Linked DNA regions of Mus musculus: region 1 is linked to region 2. Evidence: chromatin contacts called from public ChIA-PET data. All regions are on one chromosome and are shown on one strand. The core of a region is the stretch at or near the end of the contact, and the rest is flanking DNA. Distances in the headings are between cores, read along the strand shown.

Region 1 (3,115 bases), core at 267-2,766, 91 kb before region 2:
CTGAGGCTAGCTAGCTAGCTGGTACAGTTCCTGGGTCACTCTCCACAAGCTTTCTTCTTACACAGTCCAGGACCCCTCTGCCTAGGTAATGTTGCTACCCAGAGTTGGCTGGGTCCTCCTCTGTCAATTAACAAAAGAATCCTTCACAGACAAATTTACAGACCAAACCCACCTGGGCAATCCCTTAAATTGAGGTTTCTCTCACATGATTCCAGGCTGTGCCAAGTTGACAATTAAGGCTAACAAGTATGATAGTCACCCGAGAGACCTCCGGGTAAGTAGAAAACACTGGAGCTCTTGATGTATGGGTTACAGATGGCCTACATGTTGATAGGGGTCAAGGTAGAAAGCAGAGCTCCTTCATTCTGTGGCTCCTTTTCTCAATGACAACAGATCTCCTTTAACAATCTTTTTCACTTTGTGAATAGCTTGAGATAAGACGATAATCTTAAAAAGGGTTGTATTTCCAAGGCATGTTAAGTGCTTAATAAATGATAAAAAATAAATGATGAGCCGGACATGGTGGTGCATGCCTTTGGGAGGCAGAGGCAGGCGGATTTCTGAGTTCGAGGCCAGCCTGGTCTACAGAGTGAGTTCCAGGCCAGCTAGGGCTACACAGAGAAACCCTGTCTCGAAAACCCAAAAATAAATAAATAAATAAATAAATAAATAATGAATGAATGAATGAATGAGATGAGGCGGGGGTCCCAGCGTACGCGGAGGAGGTACTATCTCAGAGCCTAGCCCAGAGCTCCAAGAATGCACGCAGGATCGGGAGCAGGTGGAGTTGGGGCCACAACACTTAAAGGCAGCCTCATTAAAGTGTGGCTCTGGCTCTTTAAGGGGCGGAGCGGGACAGGGAGGGAAAATTATACCGACATGCTAACGGACCTATCACCACTTCAAAGAGGAGGGGGCGCTTTATAAACACATTTCCACCCCTCTCATTGGAAACTGTCTTTGGGCGCCATTCAAAACCACCAATGGTTTGTCGACATTTCTGCCCATTGCCCCTCACTGATTGGCCACAGGCTATAGTCCCGCCCCCTGCTTGCCACGTCCCTTCGCAAACAAGATGGCGGCGCCCAGTGGAGTCGAGGCCGCGCTCGGGATTTGCCGAGGCTGACTTTCCGTCCCGCTCTCCCTTTGGGTGCCACTCGCCGCGAGCGGGAGGACAGGGGCCGGGCGGGGACAGGGGCACTTGCGTGGCTGGACCGCGAGCCCGCGCCCAGCCTGCGCCGCCCCCACCCGGCCCCGACCCGGCCCTTCCCGACTCCGTCCCATCCTTGCGGGTCTCCTCCCGGTCTGACCCGTGGCCCTGTCGTGTTTACCGCTCCAGGCTCCTAACGCTGAGGTGCTTCCTCCGGTCCAGGCTCGCTGTCACTTTAGAGATGTTTCACCTCTTCGCTCCCGAACATTCCGCCTTCCAAGCCGGGACGCCGTTCCCTTCTGTAAAAGTCTTCCCTGAAGCCCACTTCTGTAGCCCTTGCTTCTTCCTTGGTTAGACGTTCGCATCCCTTCCAAATTCACTCCGATCTCGCCACAATAGTGGCAACCTTGACACCGCCTTCCCTGAGGAGCCAGCCTTCCTTTTGTCCTGAACTTCGCAGCCCTATCATGGAGGCTGTCTACCTGGTGGTGAATGGGGTGGGCCTGGTGCTGGACTTGCTGACCTTGATGTTGGATCTCAACTTCCTGCTCGTGTCCTCCCTCCTGGCTACCCTGGCCTGGCTTTTGGCCTTCATCTACAATCTGCCACACACGGTACTTACCAGTCTTCTGCACTTGGGTCGAGGATTCCTGCTTTCTTTGCTGGCCTTAGTTGAAGCTGTGGTCCGATTTACCTTCGGGGGACTGCAGGCCTTGGGGACGCTCCTCTATAGCTGCTACTCTGGCTTGGAGAGCTTAAAGCTACTGGGGCACTTGGCCTCCCACGGAGCTCTGAGGAGCCGGGAATTCCTGAATCGGGGCATCCTGAACATGGTCTCCAATGGCCATGCTTTGCTGCGCCAGGCCTGTGACATATGTGCTATTGCCATGAGCCTGGTGGCCTATGTGATCAACAGTCTAGTCAACATCTGCCTCATCAGCACTCAGAACTTCTTCTCCCTGGTGCTGGCCCTGTGGGATGCTGTAACGGGGCCTCTTTGGAGGATGACAGACGTGGTGGCTGCTTTCCTCGCTCACATCTCCAGCAGTGCAGTGGCTATGGCCATTCTCCTGTGGACCCCCTGCCAGCTAGCACTGGAGCTGTTGGCCTCAGCCGCCCGCCTGCTGGCCAGCTGTGTGGTTTTCCATCTCACTGGATTGGTGTTGCTGGCTTGCGTGCTGGCAGTGATTTTGATTGTGTTGCACCCAGAACAAACCCTGAGGCTGGCCACTCAAGCTCTCAGTCAGCTTCATGCCCGCCCATCTTACCACCGGCTTTGGGAGGATATCGTACGGCTGACTCGCCTTCCACTAGGTCTGGAGGCTTGGCGCAGAGTCTGGAGCCGCAGCCTACAACTGGCCAGCTGGCCAAATCGGGGAGGAGCACCAGGAGCCCCCCAAGGTGGCCCCAGGAGGGTGTTCTCAGCCAGGATCCAGCCACAGGACACTCCTCCTGAAGCAGAAGAGGAGGTCATCAGAACTGCACCAGCTAGAGGCCGAGAGCAACTCAACGAGGACGAGCCTGCCGCTGGGCAGGACCCATGGAAGCTGTTGAAGGAGCAAGAAGAGCGGAAGAAGTGTGTTATCTGCCAGGACCAGAGCAAAACGGTGCTGCTTCTGCCCTGCCGGCACCTGTGCCTGTGCCAGGCTTGCACTGAGATCCTCATGCGCCACCCTGTTTACCATCGCAACTGCCCGCTCTGCCGCCGCAGCATCCTGCAAACCCTCAATGTCTACCTCTGAGGACTCCCTCCCTGCCTGCTCATCCTCTGCGCTCCACACACCGGGACAGCATCAACACTTTGCCTCTGGGTTCTGGCCTGAGTCTTCTTTGCCCCCGAAGGCGGCGACTCTGCCAAGCCTCAAGCCATATATCCAGGACGTGTAGCTTGGAATACTCTGGAAGACTCCAGTCTGGGTGGGACAGAGTAACACTTTCTCTAAATCCTGTGTGGGGCCCTGAGAT
Region 2 (3,032 bases), core at 198-2,697:
CCCATATTTTGCAGGGAGGACATAGCCATTTATTTATTCTCCACATAGAGTGTATGCAGCCTCTGGGGATGCACGTTATCAGCAGCACTTCATTTTTATGCAGCATAGTCCTTTGACTCGGGCTCGCATGCATTCCAGCTAGCCTTACATTTGCTCTGTAGTTGAGGATGGTCTTGCCTTTCTCTTCCATCTTCCTAAGCCTGGCGTTACAGGCATATGTGACTGTGGGGCAATGGGCTATGTATGCACAGACAGCCTGGTCTCCAGTCCAGTTGAGGTCTGAACCCCTGTAGGACCTGGAGGTGATAATTTTCACCTACATGGGACGGAAGGCGTTCCCTTGTGTCTCCTAGACCCCTGGCTCCTGTTGAAGTTACCACCCCCACAGCCCCCACAGGAGAAGCTGTGGCTTTTAGTCAAGTACACAATGTCCCAAGCTTCTGACCTTCAGGCTAGACTCCTCCCAGTTACCTAGCAACAACAAGATAAGAAGCCCACTATAAGAGGGGATGCTTGGCCCCTGCTTGCTCTCTTAAGCTTTTACTGTCCTTACTCTCCCTCTTACTCTCTCTCTCACTCTAAGCTTTTACCTCTCTCTCTTTAAGCTTTCTTACTCTCCAGCCTTTCTTCTCTCTCTCCTTTTTCCCCCTTTGTCCTCTTGGCCATGGCTGGTCTCTCTCTCTCTCTTACCTTTTCTCTTTCCCCCTGCCTTTCTACAATAAAACTCCAAAACCATAAACTGTGTCTGTTCATCAAGGCCCGCTGTGCTTGGACGATGGGATAGGCTTTCTCCTAAGGAGCCGTGCCTAATTTCCCGTCAGAAGGCCTTCCTGTGCTCCAGCCACGGACCGGTCTAAAGACTCTCGCCTGCGTGGGAACCTCTCTTCCTCTGCCCTCTTCCCTGGGGCCCCTATTCTGTTCTTAGCTCCTCTGCTGTATCCAGCGTGGGATGCCAGAAACTGAGAACCTGGTATGGGGGCTGTCCCTTGTCCACCCCCTGCCAAGTGGGGTCAGTGGCTTCACAGCCAGATGTTCACCTGGGGCAGAGTGGAAAGCATCTGGCAGTCCTCCTGAGTCCACCTGCCCTGAGCACAGGAACTCTGTCCGGTCGCGGGCTCTCTCCCTCCCCCTCTTCCCCTACACCCTTAGCCCGGCATGAGACCATGCCTGTTTTGTGCGGCATGTAGGCTGGTGGCAAGCACTCTACCAACTGAATTACATCCCCAGCCTTATTTTCTTTTTATTTCTCTCTCCTTTTCTCTCTCCTCCCTCCCCATCCTCCCATGGTGTATGATGTGTGTGTGTGTGTGTGTGTGTCTGTGTGTGTGTGTGTTATGTCCATGTGCTTGTGTGTGTATTTGTAAAGGCCCTGTTCTATTACCCTGTTCCCTTGAAACAAGGTCTCTCTCTGAAACTGTTGCTAGGGTGGTTGGTGCCAGCAAGCCCCAGAGATCTTCCTGTCTTCACCTCCCCCCAGAACTGGAGTTGCAGGTGTGAAACCATGTCTAGTTGTTTGATGTGGCTCATGACAATTTGAGGCCAGGTCCTCCTGCTTGTACAGGAAAAGCACTATCATCCACCGAGCCATCTCCCCAACACCCCCCTGCCTCATTTTGAAAAACTACAACCACGCCAGTGGCTGTGAGGTAGAATTTCTTTGTGAGTTTTTATGCTTTTAAAAATAATTTTGTTTATTTATTATTGTGTATAAGTGTGGGTGCTGGCTCTGAGGTGAGTGGACAACTTTGTGAAGTTAATTCTCTCTTTCCACCTTCATGCGGGCTCTGGGGATTGAACTCAGGTCATCAGCCTTGCACACACACACCTTTTCCCACTGAGCCATATCACAGCTTGCTTCTTATGGTTTTGATTGGCATTTCATAAATGGCTAATTATGCTAAGCATCTTTTCATGTGTCTGTGGACCATTTATGAATGATCTTTTGAGAAATGACTAATCAAGATTCTGTCCAGCCAGGTGAGGTAGTACATGCCTTTAGTCCCAGCACTCAGGAGGTAGAGGCAGGTGGTACATAGGAAAATCGTGTTCCCAAAAAACAAAAAAGAAGTAAAAAAATACTTTTCCCATTTAAAACTCTATATTGCTAGCCTCTTTGCTTTTGAATTCTAAGAGTTTTGTCCACTAGAGCCACAGTCTTTTGTCTCTTATTAGAACACTGATTCCGGGGCAGAAAGATACAGTGGGTGAAGCCTTAGGGCCCAGTTCAATCCCTGGGACCCATGTGATACAAAGAGAACTGACTCCCACAGATTGTCTTCTGACCTCTACCCCCATCATATAGACACTCAAATGAACAAATTAATTACAAAGGTCATTAATTCTATCAGATTGGAGGCCCCCACCCTTACCCAATCTTATGACCTCACCCAATTTTAGTTACTTCTTTATGTTGTTACACTGGGAGTTAGGGCTTTAACATGTGCATTTGGGGAGGCACAAATGTTTAGTATGAAGTAGCTTATTTTTCACTTTTAATTTTTCAATTTGTCTTTCTAGGATTAAGTAATAGGTTTCATTATGGGACTTTCATGTACATGGGTAGCTTTGTTCTTCAAAATTATTCTTTAAATGTTTTGTTGTATTTGTTAATTATCTATCTATCTATGTGTGCTCATGTGTGCATGTGTATGGCTACTTGTGTGCCATAGCTCAAATGTGGAGGTCAGAGAACAACTTGAGAAACTGTTCTTTTCTTCCACTATATGGGTTCCAGGGATTGAGCTCATGAGTCAGACTACAAAGCACCTTCACCTGCTTAGCCATGTTGCCAGCCCTTTCCTCTATCCTTATCCCCACATCTGGACCTCCCCTGTGCCGCCTGTCACTGCTGGATTGTCCCTTTCCTTCCTCCGGCTAGCCCCACTCTGCGCTGGCACCGCGTGTTTTCCTTTAGCTTCTTGGGTAGCCCCACTCTGCGCTGGCACCGCGTGTATCCCTTTAGCTTCCCGGGTAGCCCCACTCTGCGCTGGTACCGCGTGTATCCCTTTAGCTTCCCGGGTAGCCCCACTCTG

What was found. ChIA-PET counts read pairs in DNA pulled down with a chosen protein or histone mark.
Region 1: an RNA polymerase II ChIA-PET map of effector CD8 T cells shows a contact between it and region 2, with 15 read pairs. The contact joins the promoter of Rnf26 here to the enhancer-like site in region 2. A contact is called at or near these places in 4 of 115 datasets of contacts at active chromatin or transcription factors (CD8 T cells, double positive thymocytes, effector CD8 T cells and 1 more) and 3 of 9 other capture datasets (adipose tissue, liver and pancreatic islet).

What each region holds. Positions count from the first base shown.
Region 1 is chr9:44,111,452-44,114,566 of GRCm38.p6, reverse strand. It overlaps Rnf26 (ring finger protein 26), which reads left to right and starts at 1,516. Exons shown (of 1, transcript NM_153762.3): 1 at 1,516-3,115. The coding sequence starts at 1,618. The coding sequence ends at 2,892.
Region 2 is chr9:44,020,751-44,023,782 of GRCm38.p6, reverse strand. The region is part of intron 1 of Gm39323 (a long non-coding RNA gene); the gene reads left to right. Among named protein-coding and RNA genes, the nearest start is that of Gm39323, 20 kb to the left of the region's middle. Within about 2 kb of position 1,447, at least 35 of the 459 cell types and tissues checked have an H3K27ac peak or open chromatin away from gene starts, as enhancers often do. A contact at or near this core is called in CD8 T cells, double positive thymocytes and effector CD8 T cells, where this site is marked.